Linked DNA regions of Mus musculus: region 1 is linked to region 2. A link is a contact called in public HiChIP or PLAC-seq data. All regions are on one chromosome and are shown on one strand. Each heading gives the region's core, a stretch centred on a gene start, on an enhancer-like site or on the middle of the called end of the contact. The rest is flanking DNA. Distances are from core to core; before and after follow the strand shown. Region 1 has its middle 9.1 kb from the start of Gm31277. Region 2 overlaps Pllp (plasma membrane proteolipid).

Region 1 (6,645 bases), core at 2,048-4,547, 530 kb after region 2:
GTCCCAGGGACCAAACTCAGGTTCTCAGATCTGGTGGGACTGCCCACCAAACGATCTCGCCAGCCCCCAACATCATTATTTTTTTCTTTCTAGATTCCACCTAGAGGTAACTAAAGGCTTGTGTCTTAGGGTTTCTATTGCTGTCCTAAAACACCATGACCAAAATTAACTCGGGGAAGGAAGGGTTTATTTCATTTTACAGCTTGTAGTTAGTCATCCCGCAAATCCAGGGCAGGAACTCAAGACAGGAACCTGGAGGCAGGAGCTGATGCAGAGCCCGCGGAGGGGTGCTGCTTACTAGCTTGCTCCCCATGGTTTGCTCACCTACTCTTTTGGTTTTTGTTCTTGTTTTTCAAGATAGGATTCCTCTGTGAAATCCTGACTGTCCTAGAACTAGCTCTGTAGATCTGGCTGGCCTTGAACTCAGAGATCCACCTGCCTCTGCCTCCCCATTGCTGGGATTAAAGGTGTGAGGTGAGGAACCACCCAGTTTTTCAGCCTGCTTTCTTTCTTTTTTTTTTTTTTCTTTTTCGAGACAGGGTTTCTCTGTATAGCCCTGACTGTCCTGGAGCTCACTTTGTAGACCAGGCTGGCCTCGAACTCAGAAATCCGCCTGCCTCTGCCTCCCGAGTGCTGGGATTAAAGGCGTGCGCCACCACGCCCGGCTCAGCCTGCTTTCTTATAGTACCCAAGACCAACAGTCTAGGGATGGCACAACCCACAGTGATCTGGGCCGTCCCCCATCAATCATCTGGCAATAAAATTCCCCACAGGCTAAATCGGTGTGGGCATTTTCTCAAATGAGGTTCCTTCTTTGCAAATGACTCTAGCTTATATCAAGTTGACATAAAGTTAACAGGTACAGCTTTCAATAGTAGAGTTACTCGAGATGAAAAAAAAATAGTTCTTCAGGGCTGGTGAGATGGCTCAGTGGGCACAGGCTAATGCTGCAAAGCCTGGCCGTCTAAGGTAGTTCCCAGGACCTCCATGGTGAAAGGGAAGACGTGAGCCCCAGCCTCCTTACAGAGGACCACACATATGCACATCCTATACCTATACAAAATAAATGAACGGGTGTAAGAAAAATATAGTGCTTTAGGGCTGGAGAGATGGTTCAGCGGTTAAGAGCACTGACTGTTCTCCTGAAGGTCCTGAGTTCAAATCCCAGCAACCACATGGTGGCTCACGACCATCTATAATGAGATCTGATGCCCTCTTCTGGTGTGTCTGAAGACAGCTACAGTGTATTTACATATAATTAATAAGTAAGTAAATAAATAAATAAAATATAGTGCTTTAAACAAGCCCTGGTGGGCTTACTCTGTGATGCAGCACATGGAGCACTTGCCTAGCACACAGGGACCATGGGACCGGTCACCAACACCTTGCAGACACTGAGTCAAAGGCATGGAATCTGTAGCAATAGATACAGAGCAAAAACCAAGGGCCTGTGCTTTGACACTTTGTTTTGCCTACACTTGTATGTAACTGCTGCTGATATTCAGTGGCAGAAACAGAGCTTTCTGACTCCAAATGAGTGGAATCAGGGGATGCTTCACACGGGTGCAGAGACGTCATTATTCTAGGGAAATGACGGGCAATTGAGTAGAATAATTTCAAGAGGATTGAAGACTAGTGATCCTAAAGTCATAAGGCAGTGTTTTATCCTGAAGTTGTGTTCCCTGGAGTGAATGAAGTATGGATGGAACTGTGCTGGGGTCCAAGCAGGAGCTGGCGAGCTGGCAAGCTGGTGAGTTAACATGCTTGCCATCTTATCCCCAAAGCCTTGGGGCAAGGAAAACTGTTCTCTAACCTCCATGCATGTGCCTGTACCAACAGATATCACTCACACACACACACTAATAATAATAATAATAATAAATAACTAAGGCAAACCCTAACTGGGCATAATGATGTTACCCCTGTGGGCCCAGCACTTGGAGTTTGAGGCAGGAGGATCCTTTGTTCAAGGTCAGTTTAGGCTACAGAGGGAGACCCTTTCTCAAAACAAAACCAACAAAATGGCTTCTTCCAGTTGCCTGAAGAATATGGCTTAGACTTTCTTTTCTTTCCTTCCTCTCTTCATTTCATTTTTTCATTCTTTTTTCTTTCTTTTTCTTTCCTTTTTTTTTTTTTTTGGACAGTTTTACTACGTAGCCCTGGCTGTCCTGGAACTCAGTAGTTCAGGCTGGCCTCAAACTCACAGAGATCTGTCTTCTTCTGCCTCCCAAGCACTGGGATTAAAAGCATGCACCACTATGGCCAGCAGACTTGCTTTTGTAAGTAACCCAGACCTGAAACAACATGATTCTGCCCACTTGACCTGACACCTCTGTCAAGTTGCTGCCTCTCAACACTGTTAAGAATGGCAACTACATAGCCGGGCATGGTGGTGCACACCTTTAATCCCAGCACTCGGTAGGCAGAGGCAGGCAGATTTCTGAGTTTGAGACCAGCCTGGTCTACAAAGTGAGTTCCAAGACAGCCAGGGCTACACAGAGAAACCCTGTCTCGAAAAAAAAACCAAAAAACCAAACAAAAACAAAACAAAACAAAAGAATGGTGACTACATTTCTGTGTGATCTTTGGAAGAAAGGATACAAACCACAGCAGGGCCTCACCAAATTGGAGCAACATCTAGACTTGCTAAAGGGACTGGAGGTGTAGTTCAGTATAGCTCAGCCCTTGCCTAGCTTGCTCCAGGTCCAAGGCCAAGAAATAAACCAATGATAAGGCGTCATCCACAAATAGGACAGTGGCGATGAGAGCAGAACCCAGGGAAGTCTAAGTGATAAGACACTCATATGAGTGCAGTGTACAAAAGCTCGGGAAAGAGAGAAGATCTGTGGCTTTCTAAAGCAGAAAACATAAAGACTCGAGTCAGCACTTAGCAGATACTACAACGCCTACCAGAGGCTAAAGCAATGGATACAATGATTGCCTCATTTTGTTACTTTGTCCTAAAACTTACCTCTGGTAATAAATACTCCTCTAGTCAATTGTCTTTACACTGACAAACACCCAAGGTAAAGTAACTACCGAGTAGAAGGATTGGGACTCCTCCCAGCTTTGGGTGCTGTTAATTACACCACAGCTGCTGCGTGTCACCTGCTGACAGATTTACTACAGCAGTAACGCTGTTTTCCCATCGGCCATGCCATGCCGATATTTTTAGCCCTGGCTTATTAGAATTGGGTGGGTGCCCTGTGATTCCCCCCGCCCCTTGCCTCTGAGCTGGGAATCCGTGACTCAATGTCCTTATTCTGCTTAGTTTATTGTCTGCAGAGGAATTAGTCATTTCTGGGCGACGACAACTGCAGCCTGCAGTGGACAGTTCAAATCTGAGTCACAGTTTTCAGCCGTAAGTGTAGTCATCGTGTGATGTTCATGAGCAAGCAGAAATAAACAATATGCCTCCTTTATTTCTGCCCCTCCCCCCACAACACCCCCGCTTCTATCCTTTCATGTAAATGCCACAGGCTGATGGTGACAATACAAAGTCCCCTCTCTGGGCTTCAGTGGCTCAGCCATCTCTTCTTAGCACTCTCCTTCCTGGCAGACACTGCTTACTGATGGATCTGCTGAACGCAGTCCAATCTATTATCCTCCAGTGAACTTTAACTGAGATACATCTCACTCTAAAGCTTAAGCACTTAAAATCTGAGGGACAAACAGCGGTGCAGTAAGCAGAAGCGAGATGGGAAAAACAGTCAAATTTCAAAAGCAAGGCACGGAAGTCAGAGAAACGATGAGACGGAACGAGGCGGTCTACTGACATGGGGAACCAGGCGGTCTACTGACACTGGGAAAGCGGGCTGAAGAGTGTCTGCCCATGGATATGAGGTCAGAAAGTGCAATTCTAGACTCTGGTGTCGTAGGGCAAAGGAACACATGAGGAACACGTGGAATCTCATCACAGAAGCTGGAATAGCAGTGCATGCCTTTAATTCCAGCACGTGGGAAGCAGAGGCAGGGTAGATCAAAGTAGGGTTCAAGGCCAGCCTGGTCTACAGAGAAACACGGCGGGACCCAATGTCCAAACAGCTGGAGAGATGGCTCATTGGTTAAGAGCCACTGGTTGCTTTTGTAGAGGAGCTGGGTTCAATTCCCTACAACCATGTGGCGGTTCACAACCATCGGTAGCATGGTGGCTCATGACTGTCTGTAACAAACTGTCAGTTACAAGAGATCAGATGTACTCTTCTGGCCTATGTGGGCGTGAGGCACACAGGTGGCACACATATGTACATGTAGGCAAAACATTTACACACATTAGAAAAATAAATATTAAAAAGCAAACAAACCGGCTTCTTTAGTTAGCCGTTAACCAACAAGAGCTCCTCACTCAGAACCGAACCCGCCAGTGATGATGCAGTTGTTATGGGTTCTGTTTTGGGCAGGTGACCATGGCTCTTTTTGACCCTTTGAGTCAGGGTCTTTACAAGTAGCCTGAGCAGGTCTTGAACTTAGGTCCTCTAGCCTCAGCCGTCCAGTCCTGGGGTGATAGCTGTGTACCGTCACATGTGGCTATTTCCTTTTTTTTTTTTTTTAAAGATTTATTTATTTATTATATGTAAGTACAATGTAGCTGTCTTCAGACACTCCGGAAGAGGGCATCAGATCTTGTTACAGATGATTGTGAGCCACCATGTGGTTGCTGGGATTTGAACTCAGGACCTTCGGAAGAGCAGTCGGTGCTCTTAACCACTGAGCCATCTCACCAGCCCCGTGGCTATTTCCTGGATGACTTGTTTGGATCTGTCTGTCTGCAGTGCTTTAGGTTTTGTGCAACCGCTCTGCCCTCCATCTTTCTTTAAGGATTAACTCTCTGGGTTTCAGAAATTAGGAGGTCTGAAACCTGGAGGCCCTACTGCCCTGGGGGTGGGGGAGCTCTGTAAATACCTGATAATTAGCTCTTCAGGCATGTGTCTAGTTAATTGCTTTCACTGGAAAGGGTGACAAAGTCCTTTACTTCTGAGACAGGGACAAGTGGCTGCATCTGAGCCTCGGTCCCCAGGTCATTCCCCAAGGGCATTCCTGAGCTGCCACTTTAGGCATTTACATGCCAAATGGCACACGGTTCCACACTTTAAAGAACTCTGAGTTTTGGTGTGGTTTCCAGACAGGGTTTCTCTATGTAGTTCTGGCTTTCCTGGAACTCACTCTGTAGACCAGGCTGGCCTTGAACTCAGAGATCTTCCTCCCTCTGCCTCTTGAGTGCTGGGATTAAAGGCCTGCAACACTACCACCTGGCTAACCTCTGAGTTTTCAAGGCAGTCTGGAGTGACTTCACACCAAAGAGCTGGCACTATGAATCCCTTTCACGAGGGAAGATGAGGATAGCTACTTTTCCTTTTTGTATTTTTAGTTATATTTTATATTTTACCGTATCTGTGTGTTCTTATGCACATGGGTGTATGTATGTCTTGGCATTACAAGTGGTCATCAGAGGACAGTTTGAGTTTCCTTATCTTTCACTTCTGGTGTGGTCCATAGCCTGTGTAGATCAGCCAGAAGGCCTATGGTGTGTGTGTGTGTGTGTGTGTGTGTGTGTGTCAGGAGACGGCAATGCATTAATTACTTAACATCCAGACAGAAGTAAATAAGATGAATGGGAGGAGCCGCAGCAAGCCAGCCCCTTCTCTCCTCCCTCTGCAGGTGCTTAGGACGATGGAATCTTACCAAAGAGTATCGATGCCTCATGTGGACCTACAAAGGAGCTGGCTGCCCTGCTTTGGACACCTGCTTGTCTCTGCTTGTGGGCCTTTCCATCACCGAGTGTCTATCTAAATACTGGGGAGAGACGAGACTGATAGGAAACACCTCCAACCCCAATACTCAAGCAGCTGAGGCAGGGGGATCATGCATTTGAGGCAAGCCTGGGCTACGAAGCTCAAGGCCAAAACAAATGGGTACAACCTAACCTGTTTCATTCTCCTTTAAGGCTGAAAGCACACAGAAAAGAGTCGCAGAGGCATGCTCTTGTCGGCTTCTACAATGTCCTGTTCCAGACCTTCAAACAAACAAACAAACAAACAAACAAACAAACAAATGCCTGCTTTTGCTTGGACTGCAGGTGACTCCCAGGAAAGACTGCCTCCCGGAAGAGGACACTCATCTGTGCTGGTGAACTGAATCCTGGAGCAGGACCAGTTCTGCTACCTGGAGCTACCTCCTGGGAGCTCGCTGGTTCCACTGCTGTTACCACTGTGGCCAGCAGCTTATGTAGCACTCTCTCTCCTCCTTGCCCCATGGGGGGATTATGGACACTCTGCTCCCCTTCCCATGTGCACAGGTTAAATCACCCCTGCTTCTCAGCAGCCCTCACCCCTTCAGCTGGCAGTTACGGATAGGTAGCTGGGCCCACTTACACTCCTCGAGCAATCAGAGCTGACTGGAGGAGCTGAGGCATCCTTTCAAAAACCCTAAACCTGCCTCTCCAAGCCGTGGGGTGCCAAGGCTGCACCCTAAATCTGCAGAACAGGAGCTACTGGTCTCTGCCTAAGGATGCCAGGTAAAAAGATGCCCAGTTGAATTTCAGTTTCAGGTAAGTAGCACAAACATTGCATAGGTATATAAGTAACACTTTGTGAAATAATACTCCAGAAATTATTCATTGCTTATTAGAAATCTAAGAGAACTAAC
Region 2 (6,591 bases), core at 3,671-6,170:
ATGCTGTGTGCTTCGTAGCTGTGAGTGTTGCGAGTGCGAATGTGCTTTCCGACGGGTTCTCCTTGCTGGGCACCAGAACAAAGAGGCTGTGTGCTAGAAGTGGACCGCGGCTCTGTCAGGACAGCATGCGAGGTGTGCTTGTGCATGCTTGTGTGCAGTCCTTCGTGTAGGCCAGTGAGCTGGGGGGGTTATTGGGGGTAGGGACTCTGCTGTTTGTTTTCATACAATCTCTCCTGCTAAGTTGATGCTCCCCTGATCCAGCTCAGCCTGGGGGTGGGGGTGGGGGCAGGACACAGATTTCTGGTCCTCTGTCATCTTTGGTGGACTGCCACCAAACAGAAAGCATGTGTATCACATCTCTAGAAAGAAGACGAAAACAGTTCAAACCCTAATGCGTACTTTTGACTTTAACTTTTATAGTAAACAGACTCCGTGCTGACTTTCCATGTGACCATTAGACTTTAAGGGATATAAGCTAAGCTCCGTGTTTTTTTCTGTAGCTGTGTGTCATTTAGTACTTTTGTAAAATGAGTAAAATTTGAGGTGTTTGGCAAGAATAATCACTTGATGTGCATTGTCCATTTTAATGTATCTACTGACCTCCGGTTATTGTTGCTTTGGTCTTTTGAGATCAAAGGCCCTCTCTGTAACTGTCAACTCTCAGTGACCTTCCCCTTCCTGCCCCTCCTATAATCAGGGCTGCAGTCAGATGCTGAAAGCACTCAGTAAGGTTTGCTGCTCAGCCTGCCTGGTTAGAAAGAAGGAAGTGGACAAATACAGAGAGGAAATACCGGGGAAGGGCGAAGGGTCTGCAGAGGTGGCTCAGTGGCTGAGAGCCCTTGCTGCTCTTGCCGAGGGCCCTGGGTCAGTTCACAGCACTCGCACTAACTCCAGCTTCAGGGAATCCAGTGCTCTCTTCTGCTTCCTGACACCCAGATAGTGCAAATACATACACGTAGGAAAACACTGCGCAGACATGAAATCAAATAAAAATAATCTTTAAAAACAAAAAGACCCAGAAGGCAGGCAGACTGCAAGAACAGTTTAATATTCTATGTAAGCTTGCTAATTTTGTGTGTTGGTCCACAAACTTGGACAGATGCTATGTGCGTCCTCCAATGGACAAGACAAGGGCAAGAAAGTTAAGAGTCTGGCCCGTGTGACCCATCACTGAGATGCTGCCTTCTATTCCCTGCCTGAGCAGCAGAACCCAGAATGCCTCCCCTAAACCGGCATTCTGAGATTGTACGAGGCATTACGTCAGGCCGTGAGATACCTGATGGGTCTCTGAGAGCTCTGGCTTCCTAGGATTCGCTTTCCTCTATGCCTCAAAATGGGCTAGTCCTCCTGGAACAGGGAGACTTCATTACCTAACCTCCAAAGTGGACACTATGTATATTGACAATCACCAAGACAAGTGTGAGCGGGGACCAAGAGCCAAAACTTGATCTCCTCCCTCTAACAGTATCAAAACACAAGTATCTGATTCTAATTTCATCTTAATTGTTGCCATCTTCTAAAAGGACCAAAAAGTAAAAACCTTAGCAAACATCTAAGACCAGGAATGATAACCCCTTTCCAAACAGATGCTTCCATTTTTATTTAAATTGTAAAAAATAATAATTCCAAACAAGAGTCACCATTAACCCCATGACAGCTCACCAGGCAAGGCCCTGCTTCCTTCTGTCCCTCCTTGGAAGTCCCCTGTGCCTAATCAGCAGCCTGGGGCGGGGGGGGCGGGGAGAACCCTTGCACGGGTGCTAGCTCTCCCAAAGGGGAGAGTTCCACATGAGGGAGGGGACCTAGCGAGCTTGCTGCCATCGGAAACTGTTGTAACCAACAGTTATCAGAAATCGTCCAGTCCCAGAAATCCCAACTCTTCCTATAAAAGTCTCTCTACAGGTGACAGGTTGGCATGGGGCAGGGGAGGGGACGGTGGGACCAGAAGAGCCCGGGGCTTACTTGGCTTGGGGACAAAGATAATCTGTCTTTTGTTAGGGTTATACTGAGGCAGGTCAGAGGCTGAGGGTCTGTTAGTGCATTTAGTGCTGGTGAACAGGGTGGCCCAGCCTGGGCTACTGAAGTTCTCTGATGACAAGGCAGAGCTCCCCAAACCCCATCACCTTCTGCTGAATAAGGGAGGTGGGGAGGATGTCCCCACCCCTGGCTCTTGGCCAGTTCCATCTGTGCCAGTGTAGGCCAGTTCCTCAGGAGTGCTGGAGAGTTTGAGTCCAGTAAGCTTAGGGGGTGACCCTGTGCTAAGACCCAGCCATGGCTCAGGCCACAGCATAGCTGGCTTAGGAGTAGCCCCCAGCCATCTGACTCGTGGCCGCGTTGCTACCCACTCCTCGCCAGGCCTGGAAGCTGAAGAAAGCGCTCACTCCGTAGGCAATCATCACCAGACAAGCAAAGAACTGGCAGGGGAGAAAAAGAGGCCAAGGGGGTCAGTCAGAGAGAGCCAGGAAACCACATGGGGACAGTGACACCAGACCAAGTGGGTCTCCTCAGAGGGACTTGGGGATGGAAGCTTGAGCAGCAGCCCCTTGGGTTAATCAGAGCCACTTGTTCTGGCAGCCACACCCCTTATGCCCACCCACCCATACCACACATCTGGCATTATGTTCTAAGGGTCAGGGGCAAGAACTACACAGGCCAGACATGTCAGATGGTGCCAGGCACAGCACTCTGGAGTGACAGTGGGGTAACTTTATATACATAAGGGACCTAGTGTCCACAAGTAACATTCAGGGCTAGGGATGTGGCTCAGGTAAAGCTGTTGCCCAGCCTCCCAAGGACCTGTGGTTCCAGGCCCAGAACTGAAAACAAAAACAACCAGTAATAATACTCCAGGCTCCCAGGAGTTTTCTGAATCAGTTTTGTACCCTGTATGTGGCGTGTGCTTTCAGAGGCTTGAGTCTCCGTTCCCAAGATGGAGTTCACTAATTTTAAACCACTCTCACCAGGAAGATGGAAGACACCACGCATTGGCTGTCCTGTCCTGGACATGACCACAACTCCAGTTTCCTTCTCTAAAAAAGAACCCATAGTCTCTGCCTTTAGACGTGAACTGGGTAGTGTGAATGGCCGTCTGACACAGTCCAAGTTTGGAATTTTTATAAGAGAATACTAGTAAAAAAAGAAATGTAGACGGAATGTCTAGTGATGACAGCCAGCCTGAGGTGACAATGTGACAGTGTCCACAGTGGATCCCATGCATTCAGGTCCCCTTGAGTTCTGCTGTTCACTAAGGAAGGAGGCCCACTGAGCATCCAGCCAGTGACAACTCAGACAGGAGCCTGTGAGTTCACAAAGGCCTGGGCTGGATACCCTGCAGAAGGCTGGAGCCTGGGACATACTTACAGAGGCAGCTGAGCGCTGGTTATATGGCCGGGAGCCCCTCAGGGATGTCAGATCGACCGCCGCTGCACAGGCGATAAAGGCAGTAATGTAGAGAACCGTGGCAGCGACAAAAAAGATCAGTAACTGTAGGGGGAAGGGCGAGAGGCATAAGCATCCACAAAGAACATCACCACCTTGAAGCCCTGACGGGAAGGCCTGAAGTGTTGGGACGGTGCCACCACAACGAGCCACTTGCCTCTAACCAGCTAAAGAAATGCCATCTCTTGTGTGGCACACGCCATGCCCATGTTCTTCCTATGACCACATCAGCACTTGGCCATGTGCCTGGCCCTCACATCCCTCTGCCCACCAGTGGGAGAAATCTATGACTCCCTTATACTATCCTAAACTCAAGGGCAAATAACAGGGCCAGGGTCCTAGGGAATCTCTACAAAGCACCAAGAAGACTGGATGTGAGCCTTCAGCTGGCAGCGGGGCCTGTTCCATACCCCCAGTGGATGCCTCTTGTCCTCAAACCGGTCTCCAGCCATTTATTGTGCTATACATTTTTAATTGCCAACATTTAAAATTAGATTTCATGTGAAAACTTGAAAATTTCATATTAAACATGTTCAAGATTTCTGGACATAGTGGTACACACCTGTAATCCCAGCATCTCAAGAGGCAGAGGCCAACTTGGTGCATATAGTGAGATGCTATATCAAAATATCAATTAAGATAAGTAGTTGTAGCTCACACCTTTGATCGCAGCACACAGGAGGTAGAGGCAGGCCGATCTCTGAGTTTAAGGCCAGCCTAGACTAGTGAGTTCCAGGTCAGCCAGGGCTACTGAGAAAACCTAGCTCAAAATAAAACAAAACAAAACACCCTCAAAGCTGGGCAGAGTAGCTTACAGGAGCCAGCATGTCAGACACAAAGACAGGAAGACCATGGATTCCAGGTCAGTCGGGCCTACACATCAAAACTGTATCAAAAAAACAAAGCAAACAGCTACCTCAGGGCTGGGCATGTATCTCAGTGTAAAGCTCTGCATTCATGAGGTCCTGGATTTGATCCCTAGCGCCATCAGTACAACAAACAAAATACCTCAAGGCTTGGCACCAGTGGGCCACATCCTCTCAAGGTTGAAGCCGGGCAGAGGCAGCTTCTCAGGGCCAGGTACTTGTTAGGTTTCTAGAACCTTCCTGGCCCAGTTCACTAGTCCATCTTACCTGACCCTTTATATTAAACATGTCCCCAGAGTTGAGAAGGGTCATCACCCAGTTCCTCTCCCAGCTCAGCCCAGCAGCACCAGACACAGCCCCCAGCTGACCTCCTTCACTGGCGCTGTGCTGTGCTGCCAGCCTTGCCTCAGAGACAGAGGTCTCCAGCCTTGTGGAATTCTTCTTTAGGGGCTTGGGATATTCAGAAGGGGGCTAGACCTTTAGCCAGGAGTCCAGCCACCGCCACCTCAATCCCAAATCTTGTCCCCAAGTACAGTGACCACTGCACACCCTGCCCGGCTCTGGCTAGCGAGACCAGGATCTAACAAACCCATTCTGTCTCGGCATGACTCACGTTTCCTCTCGCTAAACAAGCATTGAATTGTAAACAATCGCTGCCTAGTTCCAGCCTCGCCTGCCTTACAATCATGCGCCTCTGTGCTCACTAAAAGGCTCAGACCCAGCTGCATGGGTTTTCTGGGTTCCAGAAAAAAAAAAAAAAAAACCCAGCCAGAGGAGCCTGGCCTGAGACAAACCTGGGGCACCCATTCTCTCCAGAGAGCCAGGGCCTGGAGAGAATGGAGGCAGCTGGCACTGACAAACCCAGACCTCCGAGCTCAAAATTCTGATCCCCCTCAAGAAAGAACAATATCCCAAGATTCCCAAGGATATCTGCAGAGTCAGTCAATAGCCTCTCGATGCTGGTCTCTTCCAAGCACCAAGTCAAACACTCCACTTCCGTCATTAACATACCTTCCCACCCCAGCTCCTCATGTAGCTAAGAGGCAGGAGGATGGCATCACACCCACCCACCTGCCCTCCATTTCACATTTATGGAAGGTCAAGAGGTCCCGTCCTAGCCATTCACAGACGAGAGGACTCAGCCTGGAGCCGCACAGTCCCTGCCCCAAACTCACCACCAACGGCCAGGGCACCATGTACAACTTCATGTGCAGTTGAAACAGGTAGATGATGAAGAAGACGATTGTCACCAGCCAGAGGAAGACAGCGACAAACATGACCCAGCCATAGGCAGGATACAGATGGTATGGGGTGTCAGCAATCAGGGCCCACACCAGCAGCCCCAGTGCCTGTGGAAAAATAAGGGGGAGTTTCTCAGAGCTGAACAGCTCCAGCCGGAGGCTCGGGCCTTGGCCCCCTTTCTTGTTAACTCAAAAAGTTTAGGCTGGCAAGATGGCTAAGAGGGTAAAATGTTTGTCACAAGCCTGACAACCGGAATTCAATTCTGGAACTCAGGTGTAAGGAGAAAAGTGACGACCAGCGGTTGTCCTCCAGCCTTTCTGTGTTCACTGTGGCATGGAACATGGTCACACGCACGTACAATTAAAAACAGCTTCTTCAAAGAAATCTTGACTCCTGTTGTTTACATCTGTGCTGGGCATCTTGTCTGGCCACTCTTCCCCCTTTCAATTCCCATCATGCTGTGTGACAAAAGGCTCTTCCCCGGTGTGACGGTTTGTATATGCTGGGCCCAAGGAGTGACAGGATTAGAAGGTATGGCCCTGCTGGGTAGGGTGTCATTGTGGGTGTAGGTTATAAGTCTCACATTCTAGCTGCCTTGAAGTCAGTCATCTGCTAGCAGCCTTCAGATGAAGATGAACTCTCCGCTCCTCCTGCACCATGCCTGACTGGATTCGCCTCCGTTCTTGCCTTGACGATACTGGACTGAACCTTTGAACCTGTATGTCAGCCCCAATTAAATGTTGTCCTTTATAAGACTTGCCTTGGTCATGGTGTCTGTTCACAGCAATAAAACCCTAACTGAGACACCCAGGTCCCCAGATAGTACCACCCAAGGTAGGAACGGTATCTCTCTCATAGAGTATATGCTCCTCATACCAGAACTGCCCACAGCATTCCAGGGGCTTGACTTTGCCACAGGTGCAGAAAAAAAAAAAATGCTAGAAGCCAGTCAGGGAGGCTAATACTTGTAATCCCAACACTGGAGGAAAAAAGAGACTTACGAATGAGTTCAAGGCAAACATGAGTCATAGGCCAGTCTTGCCCA

What was found. HiChIP or PLAC-seq counts read pairs in DNA pulled down with a chosen protein or histone mark.
Region 1: a FOXA1 HiChIP or PLAC-seq map of pancreatic cancer cells shows a contact between it and region 2. The contact joins two enhancer-like sites. A contact is called at or near these places in 1 of 39 promoter capture datasets (pre-B cells) and 2 of 115 datasets of contacts at active chromatin or transcription factors (bone marrow-derived macrophages and pancreatic cancer cells).

Annotation. Positions count from the first base shown.
Region 1 is chr8:95,206,919-95,213,563 of GRCm38.p6, forward strand. No RefSeq gene overlaps it. Among named protein-coding and RNA genes, the nearest start is that of Gm31277, 9.1 kb to the left of the region's middle. Within about 2 kb of position 3,298, at least 73 of the 459 cell types and tissues checked have an H3K27ac peak or open chromatin away from gene starts, as enhancers often do. A contact at or near this core is called in pancreatic cancer cells, where this site is marked.
Region 2 is chr8:94,673,866-94,680,456 of GRCm38.p6, forward strand. Pllp (plasma membrane proteolipid) reads right to left here. Exons shown (of 4, transcript NM_026385.4): 2 at 5,480-5,653; 3 at 3,361-3,483; 4 at 1,030-2,414. The coding sequence ends at 2,298. Arl2bp (ADP-ribosylation factor-like 2 binding protein) reads left to right here. Exons shown (of 6, transcript NM_024191.2): 6 at 1-592. Among named protein-coding and RNA genes, the nearest start is that of Arl2bp, 11 kb to the left of the region's middle. Within about 2 kb of position 4,921, at least 105 of the 459 cell types and tissues checked have an H3K27ac peak or open chromatin away from gene starts, as enhancers often do. A contact at or near this core is called in pancreatic cancer cells, where this site is marked.